Linked DNA regions of Mus musculus: region 2 is linked to region 1. Evidence: chromatin contacts called from public Hi-C data. All regions are on one chromosome and are shown on one strand. The core of a region is the stretch at or near the end of the contact, and the rest is flanking DNA. Distances in the headings are between cores, read along the strand shown. Region 1 has its middle 28 kb from the start of Gm35098. Region 2 overlaps Man2a1 (mannosidase 2, alpha 1).

The links. Hi-C and Micro-C count contacts between places; a contact is called where the count stands out from the background.
Region 2: a Hi-C map of liver shows a contact between it and region 1, with 5 times the contacts expected there. The contact joins two enhancer-like sites. A contact is called at or near these places in 5 of 39 promoter capture datasets (embryonic stem cells, hippocampal neurons, liver and 2 more), 3 of 484 Hi-C or Micro-C datasets (Sertoli cells, liver and nephron progenitors), 1 of 115 datasets of contacts at active chromatin or transcription factors (embryonic stem cells) and 1 of 9 other capture datasets (embryonic stem cells).

The regions. Positions count from the first base shown.
Region 1 is chr17:64,497,065-64,504,004 of GRCm38.p6, forward strand. No RefSeq gene overlaps it. Among named protein-coding and RNA genes, the nearest start is that of Gm35098, 28 kb to the right of the region's middle. Within about 2 kb of position 2,712, at least 2 of the 459 cell types and tissues checked have an H3K27ac peak or open chromatin away from gene starts, as enhancers often do. A contact at or near this core is called in liver, where this site is marked.
Region 2 is chr17:64,742,752-64,749,691 of GRCm38.p6, forward strand. The region is part of intron 20 of Man2a1 (mannosidase 2, alpha 1); the gene reads left to right. Among named protein-coding and RNA genes, the nearest start is that of Dreh, 21 kb to the right of the region's middle. Within about 2 kb of position 4,295, at least 27 of the 459 cell types and tissues checked have an H3K27ac peak or open chromatin away from gene starts, as enhancers often do. A contact at or near this core is called in liver, where this site is marked.

The sequences.
Region 1 (6,940 bases), core at 1,462-3,961:
ATAAATAAAAATATCAACCTCAGAACAAGTTCATGCCTATATTTTCTCCCTGTTCTCGAGTTGCCACAATTGCAGGCAATCATATGATAACAACGTAAAAACAGCTATCGGGATAAATTCCTGACATCCATAACCGAGGGTAGAGGAAGCGAGACTGCACTAACAGACACAGAGTTAGAGATGTGGTAGGCAAAGGAACATCAAATGCAAAGGCTTGACAGAGTGCAAGCATGTGGCTTGCCTATGCTGTACTTCCAGAATAGGCTGTCAGGGACTCTCTGTTGGTCTCAACCACACTGGAGCTTTGGCTATGAAAGGATCCATTTCAGCTGAAGAGCCACAGCCACGGCAGCAGAGCTATTCCTGTTTATCTTCCACTAGTCAAAGAAATTCAGGAAACCTTTTATGAATCCAAGGACTGGAGAGAAATGTCATCTCATTACTTAGCAGAAGTGAGGATCAAGTACAGTCGGTGACTGCTGTCACCCCTCAGCCTCAGTTATTCCTGGGATTCCTAGTATGTGACTGCATTCAGGGCTTCCTCTCCTATGCCCTCTCCCTTTATCTCCTCTCCTGTCTCCTCTCCCTTCCCCTCATCTCCTCTCCTCTCCCCTCCCTTCTTGTCCACTCTCCTCTCCTCTCCCCTCATCTCCTCTCTTCCCCTCCTCTCCTGTCTCCTGTCTCCTCCCCCTCCTTTCTCTTTCCTCTCTCCTATGTATCTCCTCTCTCCCCTCTCTCTCCTCCTCTCTCTCTCCTGTCTTCTGTCTCTTGATACTCTCCTTTCTGTCTCCTCTCTCTCCTCTCCTCTCCTCTCCTCTCCTCTCCTCTCCTCTCCTCTCCTCTCCTCTCCTCTCCTCTCCTCTCCTCTCCTCTCTCCGCTCCCTCCTTTCCTCTCTCCTGTTTCCTTTCTTTCCCCTCTCTCCTCTCTCCTCCTTTATCCTCTTTCCTCTGTCCTCCTCTCCTTCACTACCCTCTCCAGTTATTTTTCACAACTCATGTTTGCCAAAGTCGGGAAGAGATTAAACTGTCCTTAGGACAGTGGCTGTGGGAATAGATCACCCAGTTGCTTCATCTGTACCGCCAAGACAGGAGAATTTGCCAACATGTGATGCTAAGGGGGCATAGAAAATAACAGAGAGTATATTTGAAAGGCATCATATCCATAAGTATGAACACATGGGACTATAAGTCGATTCTGTTATCTATTATTTCATTTACCTAACACATAAAACCCAGCAGAATGGAAATGTTCACATCATAATAGTTTAGAATTTAAGTCTTGGGGACAAACAGATTCTTTTTGTATACTTATTTACATAGTCCCAATGCCTACAATCAAACACATAGCAACTATTCTATAAACATTTGCCAATTATGGTAAGCTTTGTAGCTTATATGGAACAATTTGTAAGATCGCATTACGGTTGTATGGAATATGAAATATTTTTATCTAACTTCATATGTAAGGCACAATTGCCTGATTCTATGCACAGCTAAATATTTCTTCATTGCTCGTTATAAAATAAAGAATGTGTGTTGGGAAGTGTAGGGTGCTGGCAATCTCAAAGAAATAAGATCCCAAGTCCTACAAAATGACATTCCGGAACTACAGTTTTATTCACTGAGCTTTTCCTATTCTAAATGCTGTTCTAACTTAGAGCAGGTTTGTATATGCATAATAAAGTGTTATCATTATTATGGACTTAAAATGTATCATCCAACATATGGCAAATTTTAAAAAAATATTTTCATTAAATAGAGAGAGAGAAAGAGAAAGACTAAGCAGATGTTGTCTGGCATGTTAATCTAACAGAAAATACTAACAAGTTCTCCCTTTAAAAATAATTGGAGCATGACTCAGTATGTAGTCAACAAACTACGAGCCTTTCATTTTTATGTAACGTAGTTCATATCTTCATTTTATCAGAAAGCAGTAGTGTACACCAGTAGACCCATGGCCACCTGCCTGCGTGATTACACAATCACTGTGGGTTTGATCTTGGAAGCTAACTACTTTATTGATATTATTCCTTGAAAACATATACAACTCTGAGAATTCTTCAAACTTGTGAAGTTAGGAGGGATATATATATATATATATATATATATATATATATATATATATATCTTTCTGCAGAATATTCTTTGTATATTAGGGTTCCACTCAGAGTATCCATTTAATGCTATGTATCAAGTGACGGTCACAAATCAGCAGGTTTCTGGCAAGTTGCATAGAGAAGTGACAGTCATGTCACTGTATTTACAGAGGCAGACAGAGCCTTTGTGCCTCACAGCGACTCAGGGCAGCAGATAGCAAATAAACAGGGTTTACTGTGCTACAAAGACTCTTGAAGGCTCAGGGCTCTCTGTTGACCTCCATAGCTGAAATCAGTGAGATGCCTCGTTACGCCTCCTGAGGGCAGCATTTAATACCTCTCTGGACCCAGCCTCTTCATCAAAACCATGTCTCCTACTCCCTAACCTTAGCCTTAGGTGGAGTCTTGCTTCTGATCGCACAGCAAAGTGCAACTAATCTGTTAACGTGCACTTGATGTGTTCTCTTTCAACAACTCAAAACGTATTTGAGTCTCCGCTACCGGCAAAGGATAGACCAGGCTCTAGAGTAAAGAGAGCAAAGAAGCCGCTCTCTTTCTCCATTGCTAGCTGTAGCATCCGATAACATTCAATTTTAGATTTGTAAAAGCTTAACCAAAAGTAAGAAATAATTAACGAGAAGGCACTGCGAGGCTGCATGTTCAGCACTCCCAGACACACTAAGATCCATTGCTTGCATCGCAGACCAGAGTTGCAGGCTGTTGTCTGGCTGGTAACTTCCTGCAATTTCCAATTGGCACAGCGTGTTAGCAAATGGGAGACCAAATTCAGACTCATAGAGTTCACATAAAAATATAACGTCTCAGTTTCTGTGGTCACATCTGACTCTGTCAGCCCCTCATTCCTGGCACCCATTCAAGGTGCTGCGCGGTGGTACCTGTTCAAAGTTTGTCATGCTTCTCATCTGTCTGTCTTTATTCTTGCTACTCAAGGTGAGTCTTGGTGATTATTTGCCAACATGCTTGGAAAGCAACAGAGAGATGGGTTTTGCCATGGCTATAAGGACATAAAAACCATGTGCTGTGTTAACCGTCTGCTATTAGGCTATGACACCATTTGCTTCTCCTCTGTAAGCATCTGGGCTTAGGGATGCTTGTTTAGGAGGTAATAGGTATAAAGAACAAGATGGAAAGGAAAAATAAGGAAGAAGACATTGAAGAGAGATAAAAGTTATGTTATTAGATGGAGTGGTAGCTACTGGGAGAACCATCATGGGCTAAAAGCTGTGGTGGTTTGTGGGTAGAGGGTAAAAGTCAGAGAGAGAGAGAAGGGGGGGGAACCATCAGGAAACAAGGCATGAAGGTGAATTTGTGATGAAATCTTAAGTTCTAGAATGTAAAACATAATTCTGTATATGGAAATAATAATAATAAAAATAATAATAATTGTATAATATTATAGTTAATTATACATTATTAATCATCACTAAGTAAATTACTATTTCATGAAATCATTAAACAATAATTTATAAGTATATATTATTATAATTATAAATACATTTCAATATAAATTATATAATATATAACATCATGTTACATTATATTTTATGAATATTTATATTATATAAAATATATAATATAAAATATAATATATAAATGTAAATATATAATATATTCATATTAATTTAAATATAATATGAATATATAATTGTTATATATTATTTATCTATAAATTGATTATATATAATTAAAATAAGAATAATATCTCTGTCACATTGTTGTTGCTTGCTTTTTGTTTTCCCTTCAAAAGGGTATTATAGGTTGGTCTCCCAGTTCCTAGACTTGAGAGGTCCTCCCTCAAAGCTGAGACCACAGACAGACAACTCTGAGTGCTCCCTAACCTTTTGAGGGTTCCATCCTGTGGAAATCACTGGCTACTTTAATTTACTCTCTCACAGGTAAGGCTGGCACTCAGCACCACTCAGTACTGGGGTAGAACATCGACAGAGTCATCTTTAGGTCATGTCTAAGGATTTCCTTTCTCAGCTAGTTTACTGCAGGGCTGTAGGACAGGGCCAGGGAGGGGCACTAAGACAGAAGGTATAGGGCCATGGAGACCCCAATGCTCATGGATTTTGAATGTGTTTCTGAGGCCCATTTAGACTTGGCCTTGTCTCTACTCCTCCAATGTGATTATACAGTACTGTGCCTGTGGCCACATCTGTGACAGGAGATGGCCCCCAGGTCCAGATGGTAGCTCAGTACATGTGGCTGCTTGACAGTCCAAGTCTAGTCACTCAACCTCTCCAGGAGTCCAACTCTATTCCACGGGTTTCTTCAAAGAATTATCACAGAAGCATGGTTTTATTCTTAACCAACACAGATCGGCACATAATTCTCTGCTCCATCTTTCCCAGGGGCTTAATTCAGCATTTACAACAACAGTAAGTAGTCCTTATAAATTGTATAGCCCCCCCCAAAAAAAAATCATTTGCCAGATCGAGAGTGTTAAAGGTGACAGCCCAGAATAAATTGATTTGCAGTCATTGAGATGTATCTGGGAGCTTCGGCGGTACAATCAATTAGCACTTGGTACTTACAAGACAGCCCAGGCAGAGATGTATCTGTAACTGATGTCCTGACCTGATTAAGTTTATAAAAATCTATTGTTCTTTTTCAAAACTCATCTTTCTTCTGCACGTGACAAACTGGGGAAATTTCTGCAAATGGGATAGGAATTACCATCCTTGGCATGTCTCAGTTTTAGGTGATCATAGGAATCTCTAAATATCTCCCTCAAGACTGTAGAATATTTGTGACTTTTGTCAAAAAAAAAAAAAGGCTGTTCCTATTATGATATGGCTCTACTCAAGGATTTGACATAGGGTTCTGCAAGTTGGGAAAACCACCACAAGGCACTAGGTCCTCTGGAAGACACCCTTGCCAATGTTCCCCCTATTCCTGACAACTCATTTCCCAGTACAGCTAGTAGACCCTAAAATGTGGGGTTCTCCAAGGGTTAAGCATTTTAGAACCAGTGTTCAGAGACCCTACAATGATGAGGTATTTTTCTGCCACACGGAACTGTTTTGATAAACAAATATGTTTCCTTGGAGGAAAAGCTAGGACAAGATTTTGAAGTCCAGTCTTGTTGCCATCTCCTGTGTCCTTCCTTGTGACATCACAGCCTCCTTGGTTTTGAAGGGCCCTGTGAAGACAAATTAGATCTGCAACTCTGCTAAGGCTTCTTAATAAAGGAGACAGCTGTGCGTTAGACTTGAAAAAAAATGGTGAATCAATTATTATTATAAAACATTTACAACTTTATAGTAAAGGAGATCTGTGATTGAAGAAATGTCCCTGACAGCAATCAGTGTAGACAAAACCTTCAGATCACAAACTCGGGCTTCTTATCCAGTACAGTAACCTTGGCTGCCTTATCTCTGGTGGCAAGTGCTGTCACCAGGCCTCTGGATGTCCTTGCAGCATGCCCAAATAGTGTCATACTGTACAACCATCACTAATCCACAGAAGAATGTCACTGGTACTTTCAAAGACACTAATACATCTCTCAGGGCCTCTTGCCTCTCTTGGGGGACATAATGGGGATAGGGCAGATGATCAAATGGCTTCTGACTGATACATCCCAATATTTTTGGCTTTTGATTTTTTTTTTTTTTTTTTGGTTTTGTTTAGAAATCAATTGCATTTAATGAAGGCTACTCTTGGGTCCTGGTTTTAGTTATCCCGTCAAGTAAGCCATCTAGAGAGTCATCTCAGACATTCTGATGGAGTGTTGAGTCTGGTCTACAGTTGGCCATTGCCCATCTTATGCTTCTTGTTGTTGAATCTAAAATCATCACATTGCATCCTCACAAGTGCTTTCCAAGGTTCTAACAATAGAATAAATCTTTCAGTTCTTCAGTGCATGTATTATATGCCTGCCTAGATCAAATCCTACACCCCAGGGTCTATTGGTCTCTAACTTTAGCTATTGGGCCACAGAACCACCAGAAACGGTAGTGAGACGTGACTATGACTATGCCAGGGTCTTAAGCAAGAGGAGGGTAATTTTAAAAAAGGAAAAAAGAAGGATTGGTGGGACTTGAAAGTTTATGATTCTCCAAATGATTGGAATCTGCCTAAATGTCCTCACTTTCAAATTTTGCTCTTTCCTAATCAATGCCCTAACTTTTACATAAGAGACCTGGCATGTCTGTGAATTCCATTTGGGTTATAATTATCCAACCTACAGGATGGAAAAATTATACATTAGCCATATGGCTACGAGAGGTATTTTTAGGGCAATCCTGGAAGTTTCCCCATCACTGAAACTTGAGCTGAGGATTGGAAATCGTAACCTTTTCTTTAGAGGCAGAGAGCCTACTCTGTTGTCCTTTCCTTCTTACTGATTTCCTCTCTAAATCCTATGGTCATAGTTAACAGTCTTGTCAAGGCTTTTCTATAATGAACCCTTCACTCCAGGAAGCTACAGGTAATTATCTGGATCCCGTGCCCCAGAATACAGGCATCCCATTTTTCACCGGTCTTAATTGCTGCTCAGTCTAACCAAATCAGCTAACTGAATCTCAGAGTTGTATCTTGGGGTTGCTATAGCTTTTAATCACCTCTGGAACCAGACTCTGATAAAGTCAAGAGTTCTGCCTAGAAAGGGCTTGCCTTTCTAGGTTGAACCAGGAAAGGCTGATTAAATACAAAGGGAATTAAACTTGGAAAATCTCTGGGCCGCCTAGAATCAAGGGAGAAACATTACCAGCTTTGAGTACATTTGGAAATCCAGGAACCTCAGCAATTTACTGGTAAGTTCTTGAGGAAGTAAAATAAGCATTTCACAGGAGTTCACCCACAAAGAGCATAAAACTTCA
Region 2 (6,940 bases), core at 3,045-5,544, 250 kb after region 1:
GGGGGGATTCTGCCCAGTGTCCCTCAGCCTCATTTATAGATGACTCATCTCCTGGGATTGTGTTAAAGGCGTGCTTTTCATGGAGTCTCAGTAGTTGCCCAAGTCACTCAGTGGAGAGTAGAGATACCTCTGTAGTCCAAGACTGGCCTGTTTTTCACATCATTGCTTTTTAATGGCAACTTTATGGCCTTTTTGTTGGCCGTCTTCCAGTTATAGGAGTCTAATTACTTCCTGTTCTAGTTTGCCTCTGTCTCTGTTGCTGTGATAAAACACAAAGGAACTTCTGGGAGGAAAAGTTTTATTTCAGTTTAACACTCTCAGGTATCAGTCTCTCCCTGAGGGAAGTCGTCGGGAACTCAAGAACCTAGAGCAGAAGCCATGGAGGACTCTTGTTGGCCAACTTGCAGTCTGAGCTACTGTTCTTTTATAGCCCTAGACCACCTACCGGGGAATGGCACTGCTACAGTGGACTGCATCCATCTATATCAGTCAGACAAAAGAATTCCTCTCAGACCTAGCCATAAACCAACTGTTAACAACAGCTCCTCACTCTGGGGTTTCCCTGTAGATGACACTGGGCTGTATGAAGTTGACAGTTAAGGCCAGTTGGCACCACCCATGTGAAAGTCCCATTCCCTACCAGACTAGTTGATGCCCTTGTGCATTTGGGCTCTATCCAGGCTACAGACACTCTACTGGCTGCAGCCACCTGCCTTCTCGTGGACCTTGAGACTGCTGACTTAGCTTAGTCTGTGTCAGACATACCTGCCCCAAGGATGTTATGAAAAGCAAAATGATGTTTGGAAAGGCTCTGAAAGACAGGGACACCCAGTAAAGCAGCAGTTGATCCTAATGATGCTTACAATATGCGACTGTGAGGAGAAGGACAGATTTGGGGCAGAGGGAATAGAGAGAAAGCATACATCCAGAGAACAGGTACCGAAATGTCTCTGGCATGGAACCAGAACCGAAGGCACGAGGCTGTTTCTGTGTGATCGGATCTGTTGGCCAGGTCCTGTGTTAGCTTTGGACTCTGAGCATGTGTTCAGAGTTGAGAGCACAGGAGATTGACTGGTCCATTGACACCTATAAAAAGTTGCTCTTTGTCCCTTAACCTTTACGAAAGGAAAGATCATTGTTTGGTGAAGCTGCCTAAAAATGTAGCCATTGTAACTCCACAAGATGCCAAAGAATTGACTGCAGAGCTAGAGAGGGATTGACCGGTGAATCATAGCCTCCATTTCAGGATTCTGAGTTGGCTTCCTGGCTCCACGTGCTGGCAGCATTCAGTATATGACAGTGTGAATCGTCTGGATTCTTGTAACTCCTTCCTCACAGAGCCCTGTTGATGTAGATATCCGTGTCTGAGAGATACCCAAGTTCGCACTGCCAGTGTGTCACTTAACATTTTCCCAGTACGTCTGACAGAGGCACTTGATCCTTCCTGCCTGCTAGCTGCAGGTAGTGGCGTTATGGGGCACCTTTTCTGCCCAGACCCCATCCATGGCCACTCAGTTCTAAATTTCAGCCTGGTTCTTGCTGACAGTGGATAAAAGAATTATGGGTTCAGAGAGCAGTGAGAGAGGTCAAGGGAGAGCTGGGCGTGCAGTGAGTGTGAGTCAAGGTTGGGCTGGAAGATGGTTCTATGGTTCAATTGAGTCCCAGTCTCCAGATTCTCTGAACTGAGCTCATGCCCATGACCTTCAGAAACAAAGATTGTAACAAATGTACCCAACTTGATGATTCTGGGCCTGTTTGTCTATAGATAGCAGAGCCTAGACGTGTAATAACAATTTAAATAACTGCTTAAAGTAATTTACTTAAAATAGCTTAAAATAAAAATTTAGAAAACCCTTCCCATTTGAGATTAGAAATGAATAAGTTACCTCCATTTAAAATAAGGGCTAGAGACTAAATTAAGATAAAATCCCCTATAAGGCCTGTTTCTGAGCCCTGTTTGTGGACGCAGAAGGTGTTGTTTGATCTTTTTCAGAATTACTGTTTCTGTTTGTGAAAGTTCCAAGCTTGTGGGCATCATCCTGTTACCAGTAGATGACCTTATGCTTTCATATAGGCATATTTACACTTGCACTTTCTGTATTTGAAAAGTAATTCCATACTGTGTATGTGTGTATGTGTAATGAGATGACAGGCACCTCAGGAGCCCTGTCACAGAACGTGGTGTGAGCTAGGTCATTCCAGCTGCTGCCTGCAAATGTAACTGCTAACCTTCTCACCTAACGTGCCTCATCACCCTCGCTTCTGTGAGCCTCCTTCTAGTGATCATTCTGCCCTCCCTTTGCCATCAGACACTTCAGGTGAAGCTTCTTTAAAGGTTTCAACCTGGGTAACATGAACACTGCCAGAGTATACTAAGCAGGAAAGTCTAGGGCACCAAGAAAGGATAACTCTTTAAGGAAAAGGGATTTTTGGTAGAGAGGATGCTGAAAGACTCATCTTAGTTACTTCCCAGTTGCTGTCCTAAAACACCATGACCAAGGCACCTTACAAAAAGAAAGCATTTAGTTGGAGCATGCTTGCAGTTTCAGAGGTCTAGTCCATTGTCATCATGGCAAGAAGCGAGGAAGCAGGCAGACTAGCACAGCACTGCAGCAGTAGCTGAGAGCTCACATCTTGAGACAACAATCAGGAGATGTCGAAAGGGAGGCTAACTAGGAATGGTGTGGGCTTTGGAAAGCTCAAAGCCCACCCCAGTGACACGCCTCCTCCAACAAGGCCACACCTCCTAATCCTTCCCAAACAGTTCCACCAATACATGAGCCAGTGGGGGCCATTCCCACTCAGATCCCTGCAGCTCCCATGGGAAGACGGATCATGATTCAGAACTCTACAGGGTGGACTTACAAATCACTCTTAGAACAGAGCAAGCCAAAGAGATATGCTGCCCAGCATCCAGCTGGGAGGTGGTGCCATCCTGCTTTATGGCTTTGAAAAAATCACATGTAGCTCACGTTCTGTCAACTTACTCCATTGTTATTTTTGTTGTAACATTCTCATTAATTCGCACATATTGCTCTGTTCTCTGTGTGATTTTTTTTAAGGTTAACTGTTCTTGCAAATAGTTAACCAATCATTTCAAAGTCAGTGCCGCTTTTAATGTGAAACTCTCTTTCTCTCTCTCCACTTGTTTACACCACCACCCCCATTCTCGTAAGTGGCACTTTGAGGTTTTCCTTTCTCCTGTTTTATAAGAATTGATTGGTGCTTTATTGATCTCCGTAGCTTCTGGAAAGGTGAAAATTGAAGGGGTGGGTGTTCTTTGTTGTACATATCTAAGAACAACTGCTCACCTTCCCTTAACATCCATCGTCTTATCTTGTTCATCAACACTAAGAACTGTTACTGGGCATTTTAATGAGTGTCCTGGAAAATGAATCTTTACCAGTTACTTTCTTCGGTCTTGGGACTTGCAGTGAAATGTGGGATTTTCCAAGTCTCTCCCTGCCAGAATACAATGAAGACGGGTGTTATATGGGCTACTAAGTAGGCTTCTATAACTGTCTAAATTCTTGAAGAATATGAGCAGTTTAGAGAAGGTTTCCTACAAGGTGTTTAGCTTGGCCTTCGTATGTGAACGCCTTGAGGTCCTATGAGGAGGCTATGTGGCCTGTGCTGCCCTTGGAGAGTCTGATCAGAGGTGGGGCTCATCCTGTGCTGCCTGTTACTCAGCACGGAAGGAAGAAGGAAGAAACACTGCTGGGAACGTTGCGGACCATCCTTTCTTATCTTCTCTTACAGAGTGTAGCCACCAGTGAGTTAGGTAAGGTCCTGGGGTACTAAACCAGGGTCATATCATTGCTCGGACACTGTAAGAGAGAATGCTTTGTGGTGGGGATGTTCCTGCATATTCAAACTTGCTAACAGTACATTATTTCATTAGCCATTTTGTTAACCATCATAAAGGCTGTTGTGGCATAAAGTAAGTTTGTCCATGCAAAGCATCATATGTCTTGTCTGGCGTACAGCCTGTGTTCAGTGTGTGTTAGTCACTGTCACTGTGGTGGTGTACAGCCTGCGTTCAGTGTGTGTTAATTGTCACTGTCCCTGCCACAATGCTTTGAGTGAGAAGAGGCTCTCACCCAGCTCCCTGCATTTACTGAAACTTAACGGTTATTCAAAACCTCATGACTGGCTTTCTCCGAGGAATGCCTTGTGAAGATCACTCTCCCACATCCGTTTGCAGGACTGGCCTCACAGCTAAGTTCTGTGTAGACTGATCTTATCTCCGAGAATGACTTCTGTGAGGATTGCTGACTGTGGACCGCCCAGCCTGACCTCAGGGATTCACACTTACATGTGACCTGGCCTATCTGGCAGACAGTTGTCACCATAGTACTTGGTGCTGTTTCCATATGATACACACCCACAACCCTCTCCTTCTCTGATGTCCTGATATTAATAACATGTTAGCGGATTTTTTAAAAATTATTTCAATCTATTTGCTTTCTAAGAGCACATCGTATACCTGTGTGAATGTATGAAGTTTTCTTGAATGTATATTCAACTTAAATTAACATTTTCCCATTTTTGATTTACTTTATTTTATTGAAAAAAAATTCATGGATATATTCTGATCATGCTCCCTCTTTCTCCAACTCATCCAAGATCCTTCCCACCCATTCAAGAGAATTCTCAAGAACTCCATGCCCGTCCCCCCTCTCTCTAATACAAACAGGCAAAACACTAAATCAGAAACTATAAAAGACAAATACAAGACAAATAAGATAAAAAAAAAACTCCCAAATAAATCAATATGAGACCAAAGTCTACGAAAATTCCCTTGGGTTTGTTTTGTGTTAGCCTCTGCTGCTGGGCATTGTGCCTGTCCTGAGGTGTGTCCATTGCACATAGCTTCTTGCGTAGCGGAAGCCCACAGCTACTTCCCCAGCTCAGCACTAGCACTAGGCAGACTTGCTCCCATTGCTGGAAATGGCAGCTATCTGTGGCTGAGGGTTTAGTTGAGGGCAGTTCGTTTGCCAGTGTTTACACATGTCCTCTCCAGAGTGGAAGTTCCAAAAGGGAGTGCCCGAAGGAGTCCCAAGCTTAGCCCAAAAAAAAGCCAAGTAAGATTAAAGGTTTACAAAATGCCATTGAGTTTATGTTGTTACCCAATGACTCCTGGGCATGGGCCGGCCCTAAGGTGTAGTAATGTACACACCGAGACTCCACTGGAGAAGACTAATTTGTCCTCTGCAAGTGGCTGTCACTTGCAGATAGCTCCTTGGTTAGGGGTGGAGGTTGTGTCAACATCTCCCCTCTGACTTGAACCTCTGAAGGTACTATGCACGCTGCCGCTGCCGCTGTACTAGTTCCTGTGTACTGCTGGAGGAAGTTTCTCTAGGGATTGCTGAGCAAGACACTGATCTATGATTATAACACGTCATTAGGAGTTATTACTATATTCCTTTAGCAGAATAGTAATTTCATGAATTTATGAATAGCAATTTAAGTGAAGCTCAAGTTTCTACTCACTGAGATACATAAGTAGTGCCTTTAGCAATAGGACTTTGCCTCTTGTTTGCTGAAGGCAATCAGTGAGCCTTGGCAGTAGCCCAGAATGTTTGAGCGTCTCCACAGTGTCCCTTGACCAAAGAATCAACTAAATATAACCCATCCCTGACACTGGAAGCTTCACTTGCTGGTGAAAGATATCTGTCTGGGGCATCTGTTCCCTGTCATTTGGCAATTCCATGTAGATTTCTCTCATGTGTGTATACATCTTAGGAATAGTCTACAGCACTAGATTAAGTAGCTTTTATAAATGGTCCAGAGAGTTAAAAAAAATCCTGCATGTTTTAGGTTAATAGTGGCAAGTGCTTCTGAAAGAGTTTGATTAAGAGGCCATTTAATCTGTGAGACCACATATAGACAGTTTGGGGCTTTGACATGTAACCATAGATATGTAATTTAACAGTTCTCTTATTCTTTAGCAAAAAAACTATAATGTCAGTGGGGAAATTTATTAATAAAAATCTGTAATAACTTGTAATGTTTATAAAATAGTCACCTATTTTGTATGATTAAAAGTACAAATAGTTAACATGCCAACGGCATCATAAGTCAAACACTGGACCACATCTTTGGATTTTTTTTTTATTTCCTCTGGATTTTATAGAAAAAAAGAAAACCTGGTTTTACTGAACATAGCTACTGAATTGCAGAGCACAGAGCCAGAATTTAGGCTGACTGAGTCCAACCGAGGTTCTGAGCCACTAGTCTTTGTAGTACATCCTGTCCTTTGAAGCTCCGAGAGACCACTATCAACAGAATTTCTCAGCAGTCATCCAGAGGATGAATTCCTGCAGAAAGTATACCAACATTAGTTCCATCTTATAGACAAAAGATGCTTAAAATAAGTTGTTCCCAGGTACCATGGTGGGTAGGGACTAAGTTCTCTTTGTTATTCAGATGGTGATCTGTTTATAATTAGTGAAGGGTTTTCTGTGTGCAGTTTTTCCACTGTGAAGTGTATGTCAGGGCACAGCATTTTGTTGAAGGTTCACTAGACATCTTTATCATGTAAACACTTAGAGCTGCTATGTGGGTCAAAGTCACCTTGTGACTCGGTTTCTTAAATGGCATTTTTTTTTCCTCCCTTCAAACAAAATCCTGCAATGCCATTGAAAACCAGTGCAAACAGCATAATGTATGCTTTCCCAGCCAGACTCTGCTCAGGCCCCTTAGCATCAAATCCAGTGCAAATGCTAGCAGCTACTCACAAAAGACATCTCAGTAGGGCACTACACAGAGCCTGCCCTCTAGTGAAGATGGCCGTGAGCTTGGGTGTGCTGACTCTGGCTGGAGAGGAGAAGTAACTGGTGTTGTTCAGACTCGGTAGCAGCAGACGGCTCCCCTTGGCATAACTACAGCTCATCAAAGTTCCAATGATTTTTTTAAAATTCATTTTGCTCATCCGCAC